Linked DNA regions of Bombyx mori: region 2 is linked to region 1. A link is a contact called in public Hi-C data. All regions are on one chromosome and are shown on one strand. Each heading gives the region's core, a stretch centred on a gene start, on an enhancer-like site or on the middle of the called end of the contact. The rest is flanking DNA. Distances are from core to core; before and after follow the strand shown.

Region 1 (2,906 bases), core at 155-2,654:
GTACTACCCGCTGGCGGACATACAGTTCATGTGCCTGCCCAACATACACCACGTGCGGAGGAGCTTCCAACAGCTTCGGGCGCTGGCCGCCGAGCCCGCGGACCCGGCCAAGTACGTAGCGAAATGTTAAAACCCGTCTTCGTTTCAGGACAGTACTTTACATTCAAACGCGGATATCACGTGGGTGTACCGGTGGGAGAGAAAACAAGGTTCACTTGAGAACAGTTTTTCAGGAAACGAATACAAAATTTAATTCGTAATAAAATTGGGTTTTAAATTTTGTGTATTCATGACATCTAGCGGCTAAGGATTGACACTGGGTGACGTGACGTTGTTGTTTGTACATTGTACACAAAGTGCAGAGGAACTATTATCAAACTTTTGCAATAATAATAAAATCATAGAGTTAATTTGTTGAGTTCATAAGAGTAAGGTCAAATTTCACGAACCACCAATCTAAAGCGACAACAACGTTACTCGCGTCTCGCGAGGTCGCGGAAGCGTTGACCTCAACTGATTTCATTACATTGTGGCTTATGCAAAAATAAATTTTGGGGATGCTTAACGACGGAAGGAAAATACGACGAAAGGAATCTTCCACCGAGCGGGTGATATTGCTCGGTAGACCGACGGTCCGAATGTTTTTGTTCGGAACTTGTATAATAATATATGCGCTTTATCTTGAAAATGTCGTAAGCGAGATTCAGGCATCTGTCAATTATCTTGCGTTGTATGATGGTACCCGTCACAAAATAAAGGAATTTAACCCTCTTATCGTGACCACCGCTAACTACATATCCGACCCAGGGGACCTGGCGAAGTAAAGCTGCCGTGACCCGAAACATGTCTTGTCGGATCCCCCGGATCTACTCTCGGGGCTTTTAAGCTCTTCAAGCATCGGTCACCGTTGTCGACGAAGAGTTCGACATGTGTATTAGCCCATAGACACAACCCACTGAGTTTCTCGACGGCTCTTCTGAGTGGGTTGCAATTCCGATCCTGTGGTAGATTCTGCGAAGCACAGCTCTTGCTAGGGCTAGTGTTAGCAATTCTCTCCGTTTGAGCCGTTGAGCTCAGCCCACGTGGTTACTAGAGCCCATAGACATTTACAAATTTTTGTAAATGCGTCACCTACCTTGAGATATAAGTTCTAAGGTCTCAAGTATAGTTACAACGGCTGCCCCACCCTTCAAACCGAAACGCGTTACTGCTTCACGGCAGAAATAGGCAGGGTGGTGGTACCTACCCGTGCAGACTCACAAGAGGTCCTACCCCCGGTAAAAACCTGCTTATGTCTGCAGCTGGCACAGCGGCGTGGAGCGCACGCTGTGGCTGCAGTACCTGGCGGGGCTGGGGCGCGCGGCGGCGGGCGTGTGCCGCGCGGTGGCGGCGGGCCGGCCCGTGCTGGTGCACTGCTCGGACGGCTGGGACCGCACGCCGCAGATCGTCGCCACCGCGCAGATCATGCTGGACCCCTTCTACCGCACCATCGACGGCTTCCGGGTAACACTCAACTCTACGTCATTACAGGCTGTGCGTGACTAGAGTGATTAGGCTCACGAGGTCACCATCGATAACGTGTAGGTCCCAGTTTGCAGGATTGACTTTAACTTAGATTGCTTCTGATGGCAGGGTTGCGAGAACAAAATAATGATAATTATCTTTAATAATATCTCGCTTTTTATAGTACTGTACCAAACTAAAGAAGTCAAAATGTCTGTATCTCCCTGAGGTTTCAATTAAGTGTTTACTAGTTTTTACATTTTTTTAAGTTAATTGCTTAAAATTGGCCTATTGATAAATTATTTAAAAAGTTCTTTCTTTCTTTCTTTATTCTTTATTGTACATACAGTTAATAAAATACAATAATTGCGAAAACTTATAAAATTGCTTGAGCTTAACTCAACAATTGAGTTATTTACTAGCTAACCGTTCTTAAAGAGCTTTACATAAGTGAGTAGAAGAGTAAAGTTATCTTTAGTTAATCAAGTTTATTTTAATTAGTGAAACCAAAATTAAATAGAGCTAAAATATTCTTTATTATTAGTTTGAGGGCGTCTATTAATTACATTAAGCATATTTTGCAATTTTCGACCCCCCTCCCCTTAAGTGTGATGTTCGACCCCTCTTATGATCATGGCGGTTGAGTTTAACTTAGCGACACTGACATGGTGGGCCAGGTTCTGGTGGAGCGCGAGTGGCTGGACTTCGGGCACAAGTTCTCTGAGCGCTGCGGCCACCAGTTCGGACCCGAGGACCCCAACGAGCGCTCGCCGGTGTTCCTGCAGTGGCTCGACCTCGTGCACCAGCTGCAGCGGCAGTTCCCCTGCAGCTTCCAGTTCAACGAAGCCTTCCTGGTGAGCGTGCCCTTTCATAACGACTCCACAGTTACGATTCAACATCACTCAGCAGGCTATTTTGTTCAGTTTTAAACCGTTTGTCTTACTTATCCCCTGGTATACTATGAGGTTATACCAGCTACACCCTGACGGGTAGGGGAGCTTGTGGGCCTAACCTAAGAGAATTTGCTAAAATTACCCTTAGCAAGAGCAGTGCTGGTCACTAATCATGGGGACATCATTATTAGTGACCACGTTCACTTTGAAACGATTTTCATAATGACCTTTTTTGGTTCATTTTTTCTTTGTAATTTTTTTTTGTAGTGCCCTTGTAGGCAGACTAGCGTACGGTCCACCTAATGGTGAGTGGTTACCGTCGCCCGTGGACCTCAGCAATGCAAGGTGCAGAGCCAAGTAACTGCCTATCGTTAAGGAAACTACCTACTATTACTACTAAGGAAACATACTTGACCCTTGAGCTGACAGTACATTGAGTGGTGCGTTCCCCGGACAGATAAAGCTGGCGACGCACGTGCACTCGTGCATGTTCGGCACGTTCCTGTGCGC
Region 2 (2,743 bases), core at 164-2,663, 110 kb before region 1:
AAGTTTACAGGAAATGGAAAACTAAAGGTAATTGAAATACTCACCTCATTATATACCTAGTTTTCTTTTCAGAGAGTGTAACTACAGATGTCAAATAGTCAAATAATTCACCATTCTTGCACAGCTCAAATACTAAGAATATGAATGTCTCTGATTCAAACACATCTTGAAGTTCAACTGAAATGGTATAAATGTTTTAGAATATTTTATTACTGACATCACATTATAGCTAACAAAATAAATCAGACTATTTCTTACTCATGTGGCAGGTAGCTATCATAGAACACAAGATATTTGACAGATGCCTGAATGTCGCTTACTACATTTTCAAGATAAAACTTGCATATATACAGGTACCGAACAAAAACATTCAGACCGTCGGTCTACCTAGCAATATCACCCACTCTGTGGAAGATCTTCTCTTTGTCGTTATTCCCAAATGAACACCTAGTGTGTGCTAACAAGGTTTTGGAGTTAAATTAAAATTTGATGTTTCTGATACATTTGACAAATCATTAAGAACTCACTCACTAATGTATGGGTGTCCAGAGACCATCCTCAATATATGTATTTCTTGACGAGTGGCATCTCTCATTGTGTGTGTGTCCACTCCATCTTGTGATTCCTGACTTAGGTCTATGATCTTGGCTGCATATTCTCGTCCCGTTTCCTTCTCTATGCATCTTCGCACAGTAGAACTTATGCCTCTAGAATATTAGATTTTTTTAATGGATTATGTGTTAGATTTAACAATAAAATGTAGTTTTTCCGTTTAACGATCTTAATCTGAACATCTGTAGCACGATACCGTATCTGATATGACCTGTTACTAATTTTGTTCAATTGGCGGAAGTTCCGAATAAGCCAAGGTCACAGAATTCTTCAGAGACTATGATTGGTTTCACAAAACCCTATGTTCTTTATGGCGAAATTGACGTTAAAATTATAATCAAGTGATCATTACAAAAAAATACACACCTGCCTATGATTTCTTTGGGTTCATATTTTGCGTAAAATTCCTTGGCTGCATCTTTGTCTGGTAAATCATCATCTTCTTCCTTAGCCATGCCGCTCACTGCTACTATTATTCACAAATCTTAAAACTTCAACAGATTTTCCGATCTAATTAGACGTAATTAATAATTTCACAATGACGAAAGGTTATTGTTATGAACAACTGACGCTAAAAGAAGTAGAAATCTTACAATAGTGAATCTACAGATTTTTAATTGAAATAGTGGCCTAATTTCATGAATATTAAGATTTTTGTTGGGAAATTGGAACCAGTCCAAATTTACTACAGTAACGAGTTATAACAATAAAAAAAAATCAAAAACAACTTTTAGTTGGTAGGTCAGACATTGTCAGACATATGTAGTAGATTTTTATTGTCTATGAATGACAAAGGTACCATAGAATATTAAAATTTGATAGAATTATAAAACCATAATTTAAAAATAGGTACTAGGTCTACGAATAAATTATTTATTCGTTGTACTAGGTAAACATTTTTTGCAATCAGTGGACACACGCACGCACGCATGTAATAGCAATAGCAAATCGGTCTGTGAATACAAAAATAATATTATCGTGAGTAAGGATTAGTAAATAGAGAAGTTAATGCAATGCTTACCTACTATGCTTACAAGTAAGAAGTAAAAGCAGAAGCAGAGCCATCTTAAATCGGAACCAATCTAAAAATCATTTAGTATTATTGCTGGTACAATATTGTGAACCTAGAGAGAGAGAGTGAGAGAGAGCACGCTTTATTGCACACATACACTATTAACACACTTTACACCTGATCTCCCAGGGAGGAAGCGAACGGGAGATCAAGAGAAGGACTCAAATGGCTTATATGTATTTAGCAGGACAGAAAAGTCTCCAATGCTACCAAGATGAGACTAGTCCGGACGTTGGTTTTCTCGATTTTCCTCTATGGTGCAGAGTCGTGGACGATTCGAACAACAGAGCGGAAAAAAGTAGAAGCGTTCGAGATGTGGTGTTGGCGAAGAATGCTCCGCATACCGTGGACCGCCAAGAGAACAAACAAATCTGTCCTCGAACAACTTCGTATAGAAACGAGACTGTCGACGATTTGCTACCAGAAGGTTTTTGGTTACTTTGGTCATATTGCTCGGCGGCCACCAGACAACCTTGAAAGATTGATTGTGGTTAGCAAGGTAGAAGAGAAAAAACCCGCCGGCCGGCCACCAAACCGTCGCGTTGGTCGGATCAGATAACTGCGCTTACTGAACTCTCTGTTGCAAACGCCCTGAGAGAAGCCGAAAACCGAAGCAAATGGAAGCTGAGGGTACAAAGAGCCACGAAGGGCTTTCAAGGACACGACCTTCATCAGCAATGAAGTATTCGACTAAGAAGAATACACCTGCATTATAAAGTAGTCAAAAAAGAGATATAATTGTAATAGTCTAGCAGCTATTATTGATGGTGATAGATTGAATAAAAAAAAGCTGAGCGAAATTGTGAGACGTATTTTAGAAAAAGATAAGTATATACAAAGTTAGTTATTACTAGGTCGTATAAAGTAAATCACACTAGTAAACAGATCAAACAACTATTTAGATCTTGAAAGTAAATTACCTAATATACACCATAATTTATCATACGGAGGTGAAGGATAATCCAGCAAAGAGCTATTATTTGAGGCCATGACCCTCAGAATTAGGGATTATCGACGAAAGAAGGAGAAGAGATGAAGGTGAAGAGATAAAGCTATCAC

The links. A called contact is a pair of places that touch in the nucleus more often than the background predicts.
Region 2: a contact with region 1 is called in a Hi-C map of middle silk gland, with 1.6 times the contacts expected there. The contact joins the promoter of LOC101743489 here to the enhancer-like site in region 1. A contact is called at or near these places in 4 of 7 Hi-C or Micro-C datasets (middle silk gland, midgut and whole pupa).

Annotation. Positions count from the first base shown.
Region 1 is chr16:12,141,684-12,144,589 of ASM3026992v2, reverse strand. It overlaps LOC101740354 (myotubularin-related protein 3), which reads left to right. Exons shown (of 21, transcript XM_062673111.1): 8 at 1-111; 9 at 1,302-1,503; 10 at 2,181-2,357; 11 at 2,854-2,906. Among protein-coding and RNA genes, the nearest start is that of LOC101743625, 21 kb to the right of the region's middle. Within about 2 kb of position 1,404, at least 4 of the 8 cell types and tissues checked have open chromatin away from gene starts, as enhancers often do.
Region 2 is chr16:12,248,844-12,251,586 of ASM3026992v2, reverse strand. LOC101743489 (phosphorylase b kinase gamma catalytic chain, skeletal muscle/heart isoform) reads right to left here and starts at 1,413. Exons shown (of 11, transcript XM_012696885.4): 1 at 979-1,413; 2 at 532-707; 3 at 45-177. The coding sequence starts at 1,067.